2 separate regions of the Salmo salar genome follow, and region 2 is linked to region 1. Evidence: chromatin contacts called from public Hi-C data. All regions are on one chromosome and are shown on one strand. The core of a region is the stretch at or near the end of the contact, and the rest is flanking DNA. Distances in the headings are between cores, read along the strand shown. Region 1 overlaps mafa (MAF bZIP transcription factor a). Region 2 holds the start of mafa (MAF bZIP transcription factor a).

Region 1 (3,664 bases), core at 165-2,664:
TGTGTGCGTCTCTAAGCGCTAATGCTCATTAGCCAGTCTGTGTGATGATAGCTCAGGATCACTGGTAGCGTCAGCTAGCGACCATCACCGCGAGCACTCTGGCTAAGGAGAGAGGCTTCCAACGGTTACGCACCACTCGGCTCTTGTCACCCGGAATTGAGCACACTCCTTAATTCAGTCTTTCTTGGGTTTTTTTGGGTGGGGGGTTTTACCTCAAAAGTTTGTTGGAAAGATATCAACGAATGAAGTCGCTCAAGGTGCACCGCTTTTCATTTTTAAGAGGAATTTAGAGGATGCATATGCATTAGAAAAGTCTTTGTGTGGAGAAAGTGCCAGCGCAGCACTTCATTTTTCCTTCTTCCCATCCTTCCTCTTCTACTCTCTTCTTTCTCTTTAATCTAGGGCTTAGTCCTGATATCTCACTCTGTAATTATCATATCTCCTGGTCCTCACTGATCTGGAAACAGTGGATAAGCATTATCAATTTGGCCTAAACGTATGCAGTGATTCCACCTGTCCAATCAGTTAGAGCAAGGACATTGGACATATTAGACAAAGGGACACCTTTCAGATATTCCGCTTCACCCAAGCGTTTTCAATTATGAAGCCCTCAGGTCCTCACAGTGCTGTAAAGGTTGGGTGCAGTCGCACTTACCGACCACACAGGGCAGTGTATCTGATCCCTCCACCCTAGGGCCTCAGGGCAGGGACTTGCCTCCTGTCAGCTCAACTCCACCCCCCACACCAACCCTACAATCAACCCTTCACTGTCCGCCTGTCTACAGCATACTACTGGTCATAAGCTATCTTCATTAATCATGTGTAGTACAGACGAAAGCTATAAAGACGGGGTCCTTACCACTAAGGGAACAGCGTTACCTGTATTTAGCTTTGAGCAGTGTGTGCGTGCGTGCGTGCGTGCATGCGTGTGTGTATGTGTATGTGTATGTGTATGTGCATGCTTGTGGTTTGGTCAAATTAGATTACAAGGCAGCAATCATGCAAGTTTGTTTTATAATTTTTTCTTCGACATACGCATGCGATAGCGATATTCATAAATACACAATCACAGCTCACAATTACACAAAGACATTCCCTTTTGATGTATGCATGAGTGTGTCCATGTCTGCTTGCAACCAGCATTCAATATCCTATTGCCTCTCGATGTGTGTGTTTGAGTCTTTTTATTAAGGTGTGTGTGTGTGTGTGTGTGTGCATGTGAGTGTGATTCTGTGTGTGTTTGTGTTTGTGTATGTTAGTGTGTGCTCACTACTGCTCCGGTTTTGTCTTTGGGGATCATTTACAACTCTCAACATTTTTATAACAGCCCATTTGGTGCTATTTATATTGATCACACAGGCTGCCAAGCACAAGTACTGGCTCTGAATACAGGCTTCTCCTGAATCACACCATTTCTCTGCCCTCGGCCCTGGACTGCACTGTTATGTTATGCTCTCTCTCTCTCTCTCTCTCTCTCTCTCTCTCTCTCTCTCTCTAAAACAACTAGCTTCCTCTCTGTTGCTTACAGCCCAGTATACACGGCTACATTGCATCACCTCTCTCATAAACCTAGTGTGTCTCCAATGGTCTCAATGACCCTGTATGTTTGTCTCGAAAGGGGAAAGGAGAACGTTACACTTTACAGATGGCAGAAGGATCGTGTTGTGGCTTGCTGAGACGATTTGTCATAGATCAGCTTGGTCTTCGTTTGGCATAGAGGCATGCATGTAGGCTGTTGCACTGTATACCACTCAGCCCTGTATCATGTTCACTAGAGGTGCTGTACGTCTGTGCCTGTCTGCCAGTGGCATGTCCGCATGTGTTTCACTCCTTCTCTTCTTTTATCTCCTTCGTTTTCTTTTTCTCGCTCTCTCTTGTTCTTGTTCTTTCTCTCCCTCTCGCTCTTGTTCACTCGCTCTTTCTCGTTCTCTCTCGTTCTCTCTCTTGTTCTCTCTCTTGTGATGGGCATATAATTAAATGTTCCACATCCATGTCCCTGCTGACATTCACTCTGGGTCTAAGTGTGGATAAGATGTACGACATCAAAAGCTCCTTTTTATTATTCTTAATTGAATTATATGTTCACACTGTTGATTGAGTCACACTCACATTTAACTGCAGCCATGTATGGAAGTTGTGAAAATAGATGTCTTTATTTGTCCGGGGTCCATATGCTGTATGAAGTGACAATTTGAATGGCATGAATGTGTTATGGTGAACTCAATACCAGTCTGGACACATACCTGTATAATACCCTTTTCCCCCTCACTAATTGGGGAGAAACCTAATACTGGGCTCTATTAATAGGACACTCTGCTCAGCTGTGGATGAGTGTCCCTGTGGTGGGGAAACAACATTCCGTCCTTAAGCCTGACCCTGGTACAGTGGTTAGTGACCACATTATAAATCCTGCACTTGGGCCCTGCTACAGTACCTTGAGTGCCATCGGACGCTTTAGCATGTGTGTGTGTGTGTGTGTGTGTGTGTGTGTGTGTGTGTGTGTGTGTGTGTGTGTGTGTCCGTTTGTCAGTTCCACTGTAACATAACCTGGTGTAGAGGGTTCTGTTTTGGTCAGGCCTCATGGCTCGCTGTGGTCCTGGTGGCCTTCGAGCCTCCTCCACTTGTCCCGAGCCGGAATGTGTGAAGAGTTTGGAGTGCCTGGAGCGGCTGGCTTAGAGCTCCCTCCCTGTTGTGGAGACACTCAAGGAGGCCCTCAATGCTCCTGTTTCTCCCAGTGGAAAAGCAGAGGGAAAACAATGAAGGGTTGGGCACCCAGGGGCAAGGCAGGGCGAGGCATCGTCAGCACTGGTGAAGGGTGTGGGGTCAAAGGTGAGGATGAGAGGGGACAGAGGCAAGGGAACAGAGGAAACTAGGTTTGGCACCCTCTTAGATCCCAAGAAGACTCTTAAAGAACAGCAACATCATCTTTGTTTCTTTCCCCTCTTTCTGGTCTCCTTCTTTACTATTTTCATTTCATCTGGACTGAGTGCATGGTGCAGGGTGTCTCTGGACTGAGTGCATGGTGCAGGGTGTCTCTGGACTGAGTGCATGGTGCAGGGTGTATGTCTCTGGACTGAGTGCAGGGTGTGCGTCTCTGGACTGAGTGCATGGTGCAGGGTGTGTGTCTCTGGACTGAGTGCATGGTGCAGGGTGTATGTCTCTGGACTGAGTGCATGGTGCAGGGTGTGTGTCTCTGGACTGAGTGCATGGTGCAGGGTGTGTGTCTCTGGACTGAGTGCATGGTGCAGGGTGTGTGTCTCTGGACTGAGTGCAGGGTGTATGTCTCTGGACTGAGTGCATGGTGCAGGGTGTGTGTCTCTGGACTGAGTGCATGGTGCAGGGTGTGTGTCTCTGGACTGAGTGCAGGGTTTGTGTCTCTGGACTGAGTGCATGGTGCAGGGTGTGTGTCTCTGGACTGAGTGCAGTGTGTGTGTCTCTGGACTGAGTGCATGGTGCAGGGTGTATGTCTCTGGACTGAGTGCATGATGCAGGGTGTGTGTCTCTGGACTGAGTGCATGGTGCAGGGTGTCTCTGGACTGAGTGCATGGTGCAGGGTGTCTCTGGACTGAGTGCATGGTGCAGGGTGTATGTCTCTGGACTGAGTGCAGGGTGTGCGTCTCTGGACTGAGTGCATGGTGCAGGGTGTGTGTCTCTGGACTGAGTG
Region 2 (3,244 bases), core at 690-3,189, 57 kb before region 1:
CATAATTTGGTTGGTGAAAACAAAGTCCCTCCTATTGCAGTCAAATAGCCAATGTTTTGCTGCGTTTATAACAAAATGGGAAGGTGGTAACTACAATTGTCAAGTCGTAAATATGAGTCAGGTGCATTGAGGTTTTGATGGGACACGCCATCAAACACGGAGGACATTAGGCTTGTGATTGTTTTGCTATGTTTTGCACATGACGTCAGAGAGGTGCAAGTGGGAAACTCAGAGCACGCGGATGATAGGCCTACACGATTTTGGCTCTAGTAATTACCAGTTGGATGGGCGTTGAAGGGGATTTTTCCCAGTCGTATGCTGGTATTTACTAAATTACGAGAAATTGTGAAAGAAGCATTATATCACTGATTAGACTGAGTAAATGAGGGTAGGAGGAGAGCATTGTTAAAATAGTTGTAGGGTGGTAATTTGGCTGGATAGTGTAGTATAAAACTACATGTTTAAACTGCCGTGCGCAGCCAAGGTTCGTCTGTGCAATAGACTTCAACAAGTGAGTTGCTCATGACACACAGTCCATTAAAATCAGAGGAAATGTCTGACCTCTGAACTGTCGAGATAAAGTGCAATGTACAAGAGAGTGGTTTAACGTATGACTTTGGAGCAAGGCCCGCGGAATCACTGCTTTAGATAAAGTTTTTGTATATATAGCACTGTAGTGCAGGTAGGTAAATCTCCGCCTGGTTGGAACACATTGTTCATTACTGAATGACTCCCATGTAACCACTGCTTAATAGCAGCCTATTGAGGGGATGATGATTTGATTGGACCACTAGGAAGTACATGTTTACTTGTCTTATGTAACGAATGTTCTACACAATCTATTGTATACAGCTGATGGAGTGGGGAATGTTGTAGCCTATATTTTCTCCCCCAAAAGAACTTGCAATTGACACGTGATTCATGCGGGATATGCCAGAAATATGCACCATTCACTCCTTTGACTATTCCCCGGCCAATGTATCCATACTGTCGTTCTAAAACAAATGTACCATACCTATACATACATTGAAGTATTATTCTTTCCAATAAATAGTCTGGTGCGAAATTGTCTAATTTTACTTCCGCTGTGAATGATTCTTTCAGATGAAGCAGTTTATTTTGGAGAACGGTGCTTCGATGTCCCCAAAAGGTGGCACTGTTGAGTTTTAGAACGGCAGATGTATGTCTGCTCTCCACAAATCCTTTGTAATTTTATTTCATAGAACTTCAGCACAGAATCATATGTATTCCTGTATTCTGTCACATACTAATACTGTATGAGCCAACGATGTTGTTCATGTAACTAAGATGATCGTAAAGCATGCTTATGCATTTTGCTTAGGCTACTGGTAGATTTGACCACTTCGAATTTCAAGTAACACGAACTGTGAAAACGTGTGCATAACCATTCCCCCAATATTTGCACATTATAAATCATGAACACTATGTTTTGATACTTTTGAAACTAATATAAATCCTACCACAATACAAAGGCGTTATTACGCATTTATTTTATGACAGCAACTAATAATATATATTATTGCTTCAATAACTTCATATTTTGCATATTGTAATTTACATTTGGATATTAAAATGTTACCATTGCCACTTGCAATAACACTAAATCGAACCATAATGTGCACACAGCCTACTGTCTTTTCCCAACCATGAGCGCAGTGAGATAATTGAATGCATATTTTTTTGTCCAAATGGTAGAATAAACGCCCATTAAAATAATATACCTAAAATGGAGAGGCGAAAGAGTTAAGAGGTTGAATTGCAGCTGACAGTCAGCTGATAGCCTTTGACAGTTGAGAAAAGTTTTGTTTCTGGACTAATATGTTAATTAGCCCATAGATTGTGCGAGCCCATTGGCTCTTCGTCCGAGTCAATTTCCCATTTCCAAACTGACGTCAGGGCGGCTATAAAACTCTGCAATGCTTTTAAACTCATCTGCTGTGATCCTTCTAAAAAATCGCCTACAAGTCAGAGGCATTTTACGTGCGAGGCTACATTTACCCCTCTCCTTCGACATTTCACCCTCTCCGCTTTACGCAATGTAGGCCTATCCATGAAGAAACAGTAATGTGTTAAATGTTAAAAATACCAATTCGCCGAATTTCTCATGCTGAAAGAGGACTCCGCAACTCGCGTGCACGGCTCTGGTGCGTCTGTGCAATAGACTCTGAAAAGAAAACTATTAATTTACAGTTGGAAACACGTCGCTGCAAAAAGGACATTGAAAACCTATTTTTTAACTTTAAGACAAATACGCTTAAAAAGCAAACTGGCTCACGTTCTTCCAAACCAACCCAGTTTGACAGCTGCTCTTCACCCCCTTTGGAGGACTGTCGGCAGCAAGAGGATGGCATCAGAACTGGCAATGAGCAACTCCGACCTGCCCACCAGTCCCCTGGCCATGGAATATGTTAATGACTTCGATCTGATGAAGTTTGAAGTGAAAAAGGAGCCGGTGGAGCCCGATCGCAACATCAGCCAGTGCAGCCGCCTTATCGCCGGGGGATCCTTGTCTTCCACCCCGATGAGCACGCCTTGCAGCTCGGTGCCCCCTTCTCCAAGCTTCTCGTCGCCCAGTCCGGGGTCGGGGAGCGAACAGAAGGCACACTTGGAGGATTTCTACTGGATGTCCGGTTATCAACCGCAGTTGAATCCGGAGGCGCTGGGCTTCAGCCCCGAAGACGCAGTTGAGGCGCTGATCAACAGCAGTCACCAGCTCCAGTCCTTCGATGGCTATGCTAGAGGGCAGCAGTTTGCCGGCGGAGCCGGAGGAGGAGGCACCATGGGCGGGGAAGAGATGGGCTCTGCCGCGGCGGTGGTGTCCGCAGTTATCGCCGCCGCAGCAGCCCAGAACGGGGGGCCCCACCACCACCATCACCACCACAACGGCGGCCACCATCACCAATCACCCGGGGTCTCGTCCAACGGCAGCTCCGGAGGAAACCACCCACACATGGGACATTTGGACGACCGGTTTTCGGACGACCAGCTGGTGGGCATGTCGGTGCGGGAGCTCAACCGGCAGCTACGGGGAGTCAGCAAGGAAGAAGTGATCCGGCTGAAACAGAAGAGGAGGACCCTAAAGAATAGAGGCTATGCGCAGTCCTGCCGCTACAAGCGGGTGCAGCAGCGGCACGTCCTGGAGGGCGAGAAGACGCAGCTCGTCCAGCAAGTCGACCACCTCAAGGCGGAGATCTCCAGGCTGGCCCGGGAGAGGGACGCATAC

Evidence for each region. A called contact is a pair of places that touch in the nucleus more often than the background predicts.
Region 2: a Hi-C map of muscle shows a contact between it and region 1, with 3 times the contacts expected there. The contact joins the promoter of mafa here to the enhancer-like site in region 1. A contact is called at or near these places in 2 of 3 Hi-C or Micro-C datasets (gill and muscle).

Annotation. Positions count from the first base shown.
Region 1 is chrssa26:23,656,076-23,659,739 of Ssal_v3.1, reverse strand. All of the region lies in intron 2 of mafa (MAF bZIP transcription factor a), which reads left to right. Among protein-coding and RNA genes, the nearest start is that of mafa, 58 kb to the left of the region's middle. Within about 2 kb of position 1,414, at least 2 of the 13 cell types and tissues checked have an H3K27ac peak or open chromatin away from gene starts, as enhancers often do. A contact at or near this core is called in muscle, where this site is marked.
Region 2 is chrssa26:23,714,429-23,717,672 of Ssal_v3.1, reverse strand. It overlaps mafa (MAF bZIP transcription factor a), which reads left to right and starts at 1,939. Exons shown (of 3, transcript XM_014175861.2): 1 at 1,939-3,244. The coding sequence starts at 2,366.